4 separate regions of the Mus musculus genome follow, and regions 1, 3 and 4 are each linked to region 2. A link is a contact called in public Hi-C and HiChIP or PLAC-seq data. All regions are on one chromosome and are shown on one strand. The core of a region is the stretch at or near the end of the contact, and the rest is flanking DNA. Distances in the headings are between cores, read along the strand shown.

Evidence for each region. Hi-C and Micro-C count contacts between places; a contact is called where the count stands out from the background. HiChIP or PLAC-seq counts read pairs in DNA pulled down with a chosen protein or histone mark.
Region 1: a contact with region 2 is called in an H3K27ac HiChIP or PLAC-seq map of microglia, with 4 times the contacts expected there. The contact joins the enhancer-like site here to the promoter of Aqp11 in region 2. A contact is called at or near these places in 8 of 39 promoter capture datasets (the 3T3-L1 cell line, embryonic stem cells, hippocampal neurons and 3 more), 4 of 15 datasets of contacts at CTCF or cohesin (CD8 T cells, the NIH/3T3 cell line and embryonic stem cells), 11 of 484 Hi-C or Micro-C datasets (the C2C12 cell line, the HPC-7 cell line, bone marrow-derived macrophages and 4 more), 16 of 115 datasets of contacts at active chromatin or transcription factors (the HPC-7 cell line, the SCID.adh cell line, bone marrow-derived macrophages and 6 more) and 4 of 9 other capture datasets (adipose tissue, embryonic stem cells, liver and 1 more).
Region 3: a Hi-C map of bone marrow-derived macrophages shows a contact between it and region 2, with 21 read pairs. The contact joins the enhancer-like site here to the promoter of Aqp11 in region 2. A contact is called at or near these places in 3 of 39 promoter capture datasets (cranial neural crest, embryonic stem cells and maxillary cranial neural crest), 1 of 484 Hi-C or Micro-C datasets (bone marrow-derived macrophages), 9 of 115 datasets of contacts at active chromatin or transcription factors (the 230-238 cell line, the 3134 cell line, bone marrow-derived macrophages and 4 more) and 2 of 9 other capture datasets (adipose tissue and liver).
Region 4: an H3K27ac HiChIP or PLAC-seq map of embryonic stem cells shows a contact between it and region 2, with 5 read pairs. The contact joins the enhancer-like site here to the promoter of Aqp11 in region 2. A contact is called at or near these places in 4 of 39 promoter capture datasets (the C10 cell line, cranial neural crest, embryonic stem cells and 1 more), 1 of 484 Hi-C or Micro-C datasets (embryonic stem cells), 3 of 115 datasets of contacts at active chromatin or transcription factors (all in embryonic stem cells) and 4 of 9 other capture datasets (adipose tissue, embryonic stem cells, liver and 1 more).

Annotation. Positions count from the first base shown.
Region 1 is chr7:97,886,876-97,889,726 of GRCm38.p6, reverse strand. It overlaps Pak1 (p21 (RAC1) activated kinase 1), which reads right to left. Exons shown (of 15, transcript NM_011035.2): 8 at 707-770. Among named protein-coding and RNA genes, the nearest start is that of Gdpd4, 32 kb to the left of the region's middle. Within about 2 kb of position 1,331, at least 2 of the 459 cell types and tissues checked have an H3K27ac peak or open chromatin away from gene starts, as enhancers often do. A contact at or near this core is called in microglia, where this site is marked.
Region 2 is chr7:97,736,971-97,740,212 of GRCm38.p6, reverse strand. Aqp11 (aquaporin 11) reads left to right here and starts at 1,966. Exons shown (of 3, transcript NM_175105.3): 1 at 1,966-2,844. The coding sequence starts at 2,226.
Region 3 is chr7:97,943,046-97,945,918 of GRCm38.p6, reverse strand. All of the region lies in intron 1 of Gdpd4 (glycerophosphodiester phosphodiesterase domain containing 4), which reads right to left. Among named protein-coding and RNA genes, the nearest start is that of Gdpd4, 25 kb to the right of the region's middle. Within about 2 kb of position 1,263, at least 5 of the 459 cell types and tissues checked have an H3K27ac peak or open chromatin away from gene starts, as enhancers often do. A contact at or near this core is called in bone marrow-derived macrophages, where this site is marked.
Region 4 is chr7:97,534,413-97,537,734 of GRCm38.p6, reverse strand. Ints4 (integrator complex subunit 4) reads right to left here. Exons shown (of 23, transcript NM_027256.2): 20 at 3,205-3,322; 21 at 2,451-2,594. Among named protein-coding and RNA genes, the nearest start is that of Aamdc, 43 kb to the left of the region's middle. Within about 2 kb of position 1,979, at least 17 of the 459 cell types and tissues checked have an H3K27ac peak or open chromatin away from gene starts, as enhancers often do. A contact at or near this core is called in embryonic stem cells, where this site is marked.

The DNA.
Region 1 (2,851 bases), core at 82-2,581, 150 kb before region 2:
TTAAATCATAAGCCTACAGTTTGATTTTAATATTTGTATACAACTCATGTTCACCACTAAGCTCCTTGCACGATTTCTCTATTCCCCTTTTCTTTGTCCCATCTGACCTCCTCCTTCCAGACAAAAGCTGACTTCTATAATTCTTTATATGCCTTTCTATCTCCTGCTGATGTGAGATCCTTGAGGGCAGACTGTGTCTGATTCATATCCATATTCACACTTCAACACACAACAAGAACTCAGTTAAGATTTGCTGAGTTCAATCGTGCGAGACAGCATATGCATTATGGAGATGAAACTAAAGAGTAACAGTCACAAAATCTGTCACCAAGCTAGAAAATTAGATCCCTTCTCACTACTACACACTCTATAGATCTGGACCTTAAATTTCATACTAGTGATGATAGGTCTCAATACTTGGGCAGATAGGATTAATATAGAAAACTAATTATAGTTTGAAAAACTGGTTTTATGCTAAGACAATAGGTGACTCGTTTACTCTTGCTGCAGGAGTACTTTAGTAAGGCCAGGTAATCGTACATTTCTCATATAAGGCATAATTCTGCAAAATTTGGAAGTCATCCTAGTATCAAACTTCCAGATAGGTGAGGCAAAAACTACCACCACCAAAACCAAGCAAGTTCATACATGTCAGTAAATACAACTTTAAGACATTTCTCCAAAGAAACAGAATGCCGCTACTAACCCTTGTCCAATCTTCTCGAACCGTGTGTACTTCTTCTTAGGATCACCCACACTCACTATGCTCCCTTTGAAAGAAACAGAGACCATGAATCATTTTGTTCCAGCTCAAGATACACACAAGATCCCATGATCCTCTTAACTCCCTAAGTTGATAAATTTTTGTGTCCAGTTCCCCAAAAGCATACCAGCCAGGCAATTAACTTTTCCCCAATAAATCCCAACCAAAAGTATTATATCCTTGACTGTGTTCTTTTTAATAGTAATTTATTCCACTTCTAAACTTCTAAGAGCTAATCATTTTTAAATTAATTCGTTAACATTTATTCATTTATTACATACCAGACTATATGCTGAGTGCTACAGATAAAGAGAAAGATGAGGCACATTAAGACAGTCACTACTCTCAAGAGGCTGAATCTATGGAAAAGACAAGCAAACGGAAGGTGCTATAAAAATACAGTGATTGCTGTAGTGAGTGCTGACGGGATAGGGAAGAGACCGGAAAGGCTTCAGAAAGGCACTGTCTGAGCTGACTTTTATTGTAAGTACAAGTCAGCCAAGAGAGCTCTTAAGCAGGGGATACTTTAAATAAAAAACAGAGAAGCATGAGAGGCCACAGGTCTCACAGCAGTATTCTAGAGGCGGGGAACTAAAACCCACAGAAGAAAGATACTTCTCCAAACTCATCTATCAACTGGTGCCAGAGTCCAGTTCTAAATCTCTCAGCCCTACTAGCTTTTCCACTGATACCCCAACCACTAGGATTTGGTACTTCTCACGTATGTTATTATATCCTTTAATTTAAAACAAATCAAATGTAAATATCACTATTTAAAAGGTATGAAGAGGAAAGGAGACTCAAAGAACAGAGGAAATTGTCCAGGCCAGAATATTCTTACAATGCATTGTATTACTATTTAGGGAAAAAATTTGGTTTAGAGGACAGGAGTGCATGTGATTACACAGATGCCTAAGAGTGGTTTACTTCCTCATATGAGGGCCCTAGCAAAAACAATTCCTTTTTGTTTTTTTGTTTTTGTTTTTGTTTTTTTGTTTTTTTTGAGATAGGGTTTCTGTATATAGCTCTGGCTATCCTGGAACTCACTTTGTAGGCCAGGCTGGCCTCGAACTCAGAAATCCGCCTGCCTCTGCCTCCTGAGTGCTGGGATTAAAGGCATGAGCCACCACGCCTGGCTACAAAAACAATTCTTAAAGACAATAAATTAAACAAACAAACAAACAAAAAAGTTAAACAAGAATTATTAGCAAGAAATAGGAAACCACTAAACTAAAGAACCACAAACCTCAGCTTTAGAAAGCAATGTGAGCATACAAACTTAATCAAGCCAGTCACATCAAATCCTTTTTCAATGGTCTCCTAAGCCAATAAATAAATACATACATACATACATACATACATACATACATACATAAATACATAAATACATAAATAAAATAAAATAAAATAAAATAAAATAAAATAGAAAATAAAAATCGACCTAGGCTGGGCAGTGGTGGCGCACACCTTTAATCCCAGCACTTGGGAGGCAGAGGCAGGTGGATTTCTGAGTTCGAGGCCAGCCTAGTTTACAGAGTGAGTTCCAGGACAGCCAGGGCTACACAGAGAAACCCTGTCTCAAAGAAAAATGAAAATAAAAAAATCAACCTATACCTACTGCAATAGGCAATATGTTCTTTTTACAAAACACATCTTGATCTAACCTTAGCTGTGCCACTTTGCAGCTCTATGATCTGGACCAGGATATAGATTCTTTGGGTCTAAAAAAAAAACCTTAACTGCATAAATGAGGATTACCTGAGTATCTTCAGAGAGCAACTACAATAAAATTTAAAAATTCAAGAAACTATCTTGCTTGTCATTTGTCACACAGAACAGGATGATAAAACATTGGTCTCCCTTCCCGTCTTTTTCTACAACCATGATGGCAGGCAGAGCTGTCTTCTCCTAGGTCAGGGTTAGAAAGCATCAACAAGAGCACCCTTTTCCACCAGACACAGTCAATACCTCAATCTTTCTCCATACAATACTCTAGACTACTCTCAAAATAAAAGCCTTTAGCTATGCCCATAACCCTCAAAGTGAGCTGCCCACATTCTCTCTTATTATGTCTCTACCCTAAGGTAA
Region 2 (3,242 bases), core at 717-3,216:
GATGAGGTAAATCCTGGGTCACAAAGGTTATTCAAGGGAGATTAGATATATCTTTCACTAAATGGAGCTCCTCATGAGAAAACTAGAAAACTGGGGGAAAGGTTATGTTTCCTTAATCCCTATTCTAACATTCTCTCTCTCTCTCTCTCTCTCTCTCTCTCTCTCTCTCTCTCTCTCTCTCTCTGTGTGTGTGTGTGTGTGTGTGTGTGTGAGACAAAACAACCTTACAGCACTTATTGTTATATAATAATAGCATAAGGGCTACCGAAACAACATAAATAAATGTTTCAGACTGTGTTCCCATTAGAAGACTTTTTTTTTTTTTTTTCCCAAGACAGGGTTTCTCGGTGTAGCCCTGGCTGTCCTGAAGGTCACTCTGTAGACCAGGCTGGCCTCAAACTCAGAAATCTTTCAGCATGATCCAGCCCGGCTGTTTTCTTGTTTTACGGTGAATCTTGTCTGCATCATCTAATACGAGGTTCAAGTACTCCTCAATGCCAATAATGCAGCCATCTATCCCTCTTTCCCAATATTCACTTGCTCACACAGCCACACCGGAATCTGCCTGGCAAGTATCTGAACTTGAGGTTGGCGGACTGCACCATCACCCTCCACACCTTCTGTGGCCCTGGCCCTGGTATGCCATGGTTGGAAGTCACAAAGACCATCTAGGAGGAAGGTCGCCTCAGAAAGTGACTTCCAGAACTATTTTAATATTCCCTTTTTCCCCCCTTCCCTTTTGCTCCGGCCCCGCTCGCACTGGACCATAGGTTTTTTATTTGTTTTTCATTAAGGATGGTTGTGAGCCACCATGTGGTTGCTGGGATTTGAACTCACGACCTCCGGAAAAGCAGTCAGTGTTCTTAACCGCTGAGCCATCTCACCAGCACCTATTTTAATATTCTTATTTGGGATATCTATAAGGCAAACTTCACAATAGATGTTAACTGTGCTGGAATACTTGACTCTCAGCTGGTGCAAGACTTCAGCTCCAGGCTAGCTTCCTTTCCATGGCCCCTCAAACTCCCTTCTTTCCATCCTGCCTCAGGTTGTCCCAGGATTCTGGGAAGCCAACCAATCCAAGGGTTTCCTTCCCACACTGGATGCCAATGAGAACAAGCAAACAATGTTTTCTTAGTATTTTAATATCTCATGATGAAGATAACATAAACATTATAAACTTTGAGGACTTCATGCCTAAACCACCACCTGCAGGCAAGGTGCTTCCAGCAGGTAAAGGTGCCCAATTGAGGACTTGAGTTTGATCCCTGGGACCCACCTTGTGGAACACATGAGATTGGGCACAGCGACCCCCGTATGTATGTATGTATGTATGTATGTATGTATGTATATACATACATATATATATATGTGTGTGTGTGTGTGTGTATGCACATATATAAACATAAATAAGACAATTAGATAATTAAGCAAATGCATTCGATAAAAAATAAAACACAACATCCAAAGTTTGGAAATAGTGGCGATAGCTAGATAAAGTGTGAATATAATTAACGTCAATTTTACACATAAATGGATATATATATTTTCCCCCACACTTACGAAAAAAGTTCGAGTGTGGGTGAAGAAAACCAAAGCTCTAACACCTTGTCAAACCAGTCAAACCTCGGTTCTCACGCCCACTCCCAGTTGACCACAGCTCCTTCCCTGAGGGTCACCTCCTCGCTCCTCAACCTCAGTCTCTCCATTAGTAAAAACGGGGTGGCTGCAAAGATGACCTCTGGGGCTCCGTGGAGTACAGTTTCCGGAGTGTGCAAAGATCAAGGCAGAGTTCCCAAGCCACGCTCCGATCGCCACATGCTCTAGCACCAGCGTGGTGCGGTCTTAGGCTCGGGGTCCGGCGCTGAGAGCCCAGAGCTCGGGCGCCACGCGCGTGCGCAGTGGTCTCGGGGCCCTGGCCCTGTGCTGAGGGAGGCGGCGGAAGGCGGGTGCGCGTGGGGCTCTACAGACCGTTGTCCCCTCCGCCAGTGCCCAGGGACAGCTCCCTCGCCGCCTCCTTTCCCCCGCCCTCCCCCCCTCCCCGGCTCAGGTCACATCTGCACAGCGCAGCCGGGGAGGGGAGGAGCCCTCCAGCGCGGAACCCGGGCTCTCCACTCGGCCCGCCCCTGAGGGGCGTGGGAGGGCGGGGCGGCGGACTTCGGACTCCAGCCCCCGACGCTCCTCTGTCCCTGCCGCCCTCAGCCATCCCCAGCGGTGAGGGAGCCATGTCCGCGCTACTGGGGCTCCGGCCCGAGGTGCAGGACACCTGCATCTCGCTGGGGCTAATGCTGCTGTTCGTGCTGTTCGTGGGGCTGGCCCGCGTGATCGCCCGGCAACAGCTACACAGGCCCGTGGTCCACGCCTTCGTCCTGGAGTTTCTAGCTACCTTCCAGCTCTGCTGCTGCACCCACGAGCTCCAAGTGCTGAGCGAGCAGGACTCTGCGCACCCCACCTGGACTCTGACACTGATCTACTTCTTTTCCTTGGTGCATGGCCTGACCCTGGTGGGCACAGCTAGCAACCCGTGCGGCGTGATGATGCAGATGATTCTGGGGGGTATGTCCCCCGAAATGGGTGCCGTGAGGTTGTTGGCTCAGCTGGTTAGCGCCCTGTGCAGCAGGTACTGCATAAGCGCCCTGTGGAGCCTGAGTCTGACCAAGTACCATTACGACGAAAGGATCTTAGCTTGCAGGAATCCCATCCACACCGACATGTCCAAAGCGATCATCATAGAGGCCATCTGCTCCTTTATTTTCCACAGCGCTCTACTGCACTTCCAGGAGGTCCGAACCAAGCTTCGCATCCACCTGCTGGCTGCACTCATCACCTTTTTGGCCTATGCAGGTTTGTTATTCCTACCAAACACTTGGCAGTCCGGAGCCTCTATGACCAGAGGTTCTAAGTTCTTTACCGATACATTTGAGCACCCCCTGCACCCTACCCTGGGCCACTTATTATTCTAACCACCTTGCAGCCTAGCAGTTGGAGCCAACATACAGATCTTCATTCATTGCTGTTTTGAACACCCAGAGAAAGCAGACACTCCGGTGCCGAAACTAAGATCGTGGCAGATTACTGCCAAAGGCTTAAATAGCCCACAAAGGGATTGTTTTAATGTTAGAAAGGCAGCTTATCAGTTACGGCTCTCATGCCAAGGTGGTATAGATTGCTTCTGACACTCTTACTGAGAAACGATCCGGTCAAAAAGTTCCTTCGAGCTTAAAGTGCACGATAGGTCAGTA
Region 3 (2,873 bases), core at 14-2,513, 210 kb before region 2:
GCCTTCTACCTGTTTAGTCATGTTCTCCTGTATTTCTTTAAGTGAGTTATTAATGTCCTTCTTAAAATCCTCTACCAACATCATGAGATATTTTAAATCCGAATCTTGCTATTCAGGTGTGTTGGGGTATCCAGGACTCGCTGTGGTGGAAGTGCTGAGTTCTGATGATGGTGAGCAGTCTTGGTTTCTGTTAGTAAGATTGTTACGTTTGCCTTTTGCCATCTGGTAATCTCTGTCCTTAGTTGTTATAGCTGTCTCTGGCTGGTGCTTGTTCCTCCTGTGATTCTGTTAGCCTCTGTCAGCACTCCTGGGAGTCCACCTGTCTCCTGAGTCTCAGTTGTCAGAGTACTCTCTGCAGGCAAGTGTGCAGAGTTCTGGAGCTCAGCTCTGCCTCCTGGCTTAAGATGAAGGCCGGAAAGGGACCCTGTTCCAGAAGCTGTGTAGCTTCTCCCGCCTGCGTGATCTCCTGAGCAGACTGGTCTCTTTGAGACCCAGGATACAAGATGGTGTTCTCACCTGGTCCCACAGACAGAGCCTATTTGTTGACTTTAAGAAACATACCTCACTATCAATGCTGGAGTGAAAGAATGGAAACACGTGTTCCTAAGAAACAAGCAACTGTCACTCTCCTAATATTTGACAAGACATATTTGAAATCAAGATTAATCAGCAAAAATTAAATTTTCACTTCATAATTATTAAGAGAACAATCCACTAAGAGAGCACTACAATTTTAAACAGATAATCATCAATCACAGTTAAACTCAATTTTAGAAAATAAATATTACTGGATGTAAAGACATTAATCTCAAATGCAATAATAGAGGGTGACTTTAATAGACTATTCTCACAAATCTAGAGTTAATGTTGACCAAAAAATATAGAAACATCAGAGTTAAATAAAATCATGGACCTAACTTTCCAACTAAACTGCAGATCTAAACACATTCTTCTCAGCAGCCTATAGAATATTCTCCAAATAGACACTAGACAAAAATCAAAACATAAAATATATAAGAAAATTGAAACAATTTCTTGTATTCTATGAAATAAAAAATTCTATGGAACAAAGCTAGAAGTCAATATAAAGAGAGACTTTATGGAGACTGCCAAACATACTATTGAATAATAAATGGGTCACTGAAAAAAATCAAGATGAAAAATGTGAAAGTCTGAGATTTGCATGAAAATGAAAGCACAACATACCAAAACCTAAGTCATAATGAAAGCAGTCCTAAAAGGGAAGTTTGTGGTGAATAGTGCCGAATTAAAAGTTCAGCAGTCTCAAGTAAATAATGATGCACCATAGGTAGGGCCTTGAACAAATAAAAACAAGCCAAACTCAAAGTTAGTAGATGGAAAGATATAATTAAGATCAGGTAGAAATTGATAAAAAGGAAAAAAATTAAATACACAAAATTAATTTTAAAATTAGTTGTTTTAGATTTTCTTTTATTGGATATTTTCTTTATTTACATTTCAACTGTTATCCCCTCTCCAGGTCTCCCTTCCAGAAATCCCCTATTCCATTCCCCCTCCCCCTGCCTCTATTAGGGTATTCACCCACCCCCACACACCTACTCCTTTCTTCCTGCCTTGGCATTCCCCTACACTGAGTCATGGAACCCCCACAGGACCAAGGGCTTCTCTGCCCACTGATGTCCAAAAAGCCATCTGTCTTAGTCAGGGTTTCTATTCCTGCACAAACACCATAACCAAGAAGCAAGTTGGGGAGGAAAGGGCTTATTCAGCTTACACTTCCATCAACAAGGAAGTCAGGACTGGAACTTAAGCAGGTCAGGAAGCAGAAGCTGATGCAGAGGCCATGGAGGGATGTTCCTTACTGGCTTGCTACTCCTGCCTTGCTCAGCCTGCTCTCTTATAGAACCCAAGACTACCAGGCCAGAGATGGTCCCACCCACAAGGGGCCTTTCCCCCTTGATCACTAATTGAGGAAATGCCTTACAGTTGGATCTCATGGAAGCATTTCCTCAACTGAAGCTCCTTTCTCTGTGATAACTCCAGCTGTGTCAAGTTGACACAAAACTAGCCAGTACACCATCCTCTGCCACATACATGGCCAGAGCCAGGGTTCCTCCATGTGCACTCTTTGGTTGTTGGTCCAGTCCCAGGGAGCTCCAGGGGATCTGGCCTGTTAGTACTGTTGCTCCCTCCAAGGGGCTCCAAATCCCCTCAGATCCTTCACTCCCTTCTCCAACTCCTCCATCTGGGACCACCACCACCACCTCCCGCACGTGCTTAGCCCAATGGATGGCTGTGAGCATCATTCTCTGTATTTGCCAGGCTCTGGAAGAGCCTCTCAGGAGACAGCCATATCAGGCTTCCATCAGCAAACACTCCCAGCATCCACAATAGCATCCAAGCTTGGCAGTTATATATGGGATGGATCCCCAGGTGGGGCAGTTTCTGGATAGCCTTTCCTTCAGTCTCTGTTCCACACTTTGTCTCCATATTTCCTCTTGTGAGTATTTTGTTCACCCTTCTACTAAGTACTGAAATAGTCACACTTTGGTCTTCCTTCTTCTTAGGCTTTATATGGTCTGTGAATTGAATCTTGGGTATTCTGAACTTTTGGGCTAATACCCACTTATCAGTGAGTGGGGTTTTGCTGTTGTTGTGTTTTTGTTTATTTGTTTTGGTTTTTTTTTTTTTGGTTTTCTTCTTTTTGTTTTTTTGCTTTTTGTTTTTTGTGACTGAGTTACCTCACTCAGTATGATATTTTGAAGTTCCATCCATTTGCCTGTGAATTTCATGAAGTCATTGTGTAAATGGACCACATTTTCTGTATCCACTCCCCTGCTGAGGGACATCTGGTTTGTTTCCAGCTTCTGGCTACTATAAATAACACTGCT
Region 4 (3,322 bases), core at 730-3,229, 200 kb after region 2:
CAGGCGAGCTCTGAGTTCAAGGCCAGCCTTGCTTAGAGAGAGAGGTTCAGGTCAGCCAGGGCTACACAGAAAAACCCCGTCTCAAAAAACTGAAAATAAAGGGGGGGGGGGTAGGGCCACACTAGCAGAAGCAGTGTCTAGCTACTATTTCTTAGCTCCCTGGTAAGTGAATGATAGGAATGGTGTATCTATTAACAGACAGTAGAGAATGGGGCTAACTGTGGAAAGACGTGCAAGCACCCTGCTTGCAGTCCTAGCACTTGGGATGGAATTGGGAAGATTGGACGTTCAAATAGCAAGGTGGAGGCCAGCTTGGTCTGTGAGATCCTGTATTAAGAGGTGAGGTGAGGAGTGGAGAGGAGGAGAGGGACAAAGCCCCAGAGCCCCGAAGCTTTCTCAGTGAAGCTGCATTAAAAATAGACAACCCGGTTGGGCCTGGTGGCAAATGTCTTTAATCCCTCCACCTGGGAGGCAGAAGCAGGCAGATTTCTGTGAGTTTGAGGCCAGGCCAGGTCAGGCCAAGCCAGGCTGAGCTACATAGAAAGTTCCAGGGAAGTCAGGGCAATAGAGAAAGCCTCTGTCTGAACCCATTAAAAGCTAAAACAAACTTTAAAAAAATGCAAAAACACACACACACAAAAAAAAAAACCAAAGAAAATCCATAATTTTAAGGGAGAATAAAGCCTCCATGAAGTCTCTAAGGCACGCTGACAGTTGCAGGTTTTCACCTCTGTCTGATGTTCCGAGTAAGGAAGCTGGACTTTGAAAGTGCTACAGATGTCTCATGACAGGGCAGAAAGCATCCCCATTACACCCCATGCAGGCAAGTGTTTGCCTGGAAGGCAGTAGAGATGTTTTAGAGTAAATTCTTTTCGGGATAGTTTAGCAGATGACCTGTAAATCCACCTGCGATTGTTTACACAACAAAACAAGTGTCCATCAGACTAAGACCTCTGAGCTCAGTCTCAGGATTCTGACTTAACTGGTATAGGCCGGATGAGGACTGGTCATCAGTTTCTAAGCAACTACAAGTACAGCTAGGGTGGCTAACCTTAAAACACAAAGAAGCACTGCAGTTACAGCTTTCTACTCGCTCAGAAGTTCTGTGGGTATGATCTGTGACGTACCCACACCCATTGCAGGATATTTGATCACACTGTGAACCTGAGATTGTGTTATTTACTGAAATTACTTATTTCTAATTGTGGTGTGGCTCAGTCTTAGCACACACCTTTAAGCCCTCTGGCTGGAATACAGACGTGCCCTTAGTACACACACTGAATCCCAAGAAATGAAGGTCAAGTTAGTTTGTAGAGGAAGCACCGCGTTTGAAGTGATGTCTGATTGAGAGGCAGACAAAGTGACAAATCAGAGAATGGTGTGACAGAATAGGATGTGCCCAACTCTCAGGAGAACAGAGAGAAAACAGGCAACACAGGAGCGAGCAGTGCAGAGGGAGAGCAAAGAGGCAGACTTACCAGGAGACCTTTACAGAGACAGCTGCAGAGAGAGAACAAGCTAGACACAGGGGAAGACAGACAAGCCAGAGAAAGAGGAGGAGCCAGAAGATTACAACAGACTGCTAGAGTCTGAGGCCAAGCAGAGCAGTTCAGTCAGAGGCCAAGAGAGAAATGAGTCAGTTAGTGTGGAGAGTTTTGAGCCATTACAGCTGAGCTGAACTAGCCAGCCAGAGTTCAGAAAGAACAAGGAAAGGTGAGTTTATTCAGCACTAAGTCTCAGAGGGTGAAAACACTCTAGGTCTAGCCGAGATTGCAGGGAGGCTAGAAGCTTCCAGGACAATGACATCTGATGAATAACTTGCTCTTACCCTCTCCTCCCGGAAGCCTGCTGGGCCTGCTGCAGGCGTCATCTCACATCTGATTACTTGTCCTGCCAGCACTCACAATCCTTTCCTCATTCCTACCTCCTCAAAGTTCTCAAAGTACCTCCTTCCGCAATTCCCTTTTGCTCTTGTACATTGTTTCAGGCTGTACCACCTGCTGGGACCTCCACAGAGCCTTCCTGTCTTTGACCTACAGTGTGCCTAACTGTGTGCTGAAGCACTGACCTTCATAGCCTCCCCACAGCTCCAGCACTTAGTGTGTACACTAAAGAAAGCACACAATGCATGAATGGATGGTAGGAAAGAGAGAGGGGTGGCTGGAATCGCAGGGCTCACTTGCAGTCTTCATCGCATCTCTCATGTGAGGATAGCTTATCATCTATCTAATCTTGGAAAAATGCATCCTAATAATCATTTCTGCCCATCTATGAATTTTGTTTGCCACCTGATTAACAAATAGAACTTGTTCATTACATTTTGATGAATTCAATTTGTGTGTGTGTAAAAAGGATTAGATCTAAAGTCTACATTATACAAACAGAGAGGGACCTGTCACTTAGTAACAATGTCAGTGTGAACACCTTACAGGAGCCCAAACCTCACACACCTGAACCTTGACAGTGTTCTGGGGGTCTTGCACATGTTCCAGGGTTGCATCCACATCCAAGGCTACCACCAACCCAGATGTAAACCGCAAAGGATTGTCTGACTCTCCTGCCGGCTCAATAATGGTGGCTGAGGCTTTGTGTATCTGAAAGCAACAAGAAAATATGCTCATTCTTAGGCTGGTGAGCGAGCTCAGCAGCAGAGGCCCCCCGCTACCCAGGCTGATAACCAGAGTTTGACCCTTAGGGGTCAGGGAGCCACGCATGTGCTGTGCCCCACCCATTAATACATGTAATTAAAAACAATCGGAGGAAGACCTAGCTCACTTGCTACCCTGATCAAAGAAGCTCACTAACGTAAATGGTTTTAAGAATCTGGATAGGGGCTGGAGAGATGGTTCAGCGGGTAAGAGTACTGACTGCTCTTCTGAAGGTTCTGAGTTCAAATCCCAGTCACCACATGGTGGCTCACAACCACCCATAATGAGATGACACCCTTTTCCGGTATGCCTGAAGATGGCTACAGTGTACTTATTTATAATAATAATCAATCTTTGGGCCGGAGTGAGCAGGTACTGATTGAGCAAGGCTGACTGGAGCGAGGCAGAGGTCCTAAATTTCAATTCCCAACAACCACATGAAGGCTCACAACCATCTGTACAGCTACAGTGTACTCACAAACATAAAATAAAGAAATCTTTTAAAAAAAAAAAAAGAATCTGGACAGATTTTGCAGAGGGGCACACGGACTCTGACCTGCTCTGGAAGCGGAAGATGTAAGAAGGTGCTCTGCCGCAGCATTGTCTGCAGAATTTTGATCACTTCAACAGGTTTAGATGCCATGAGTCGGGGCATAAGATCAAGGAGTTTGTCC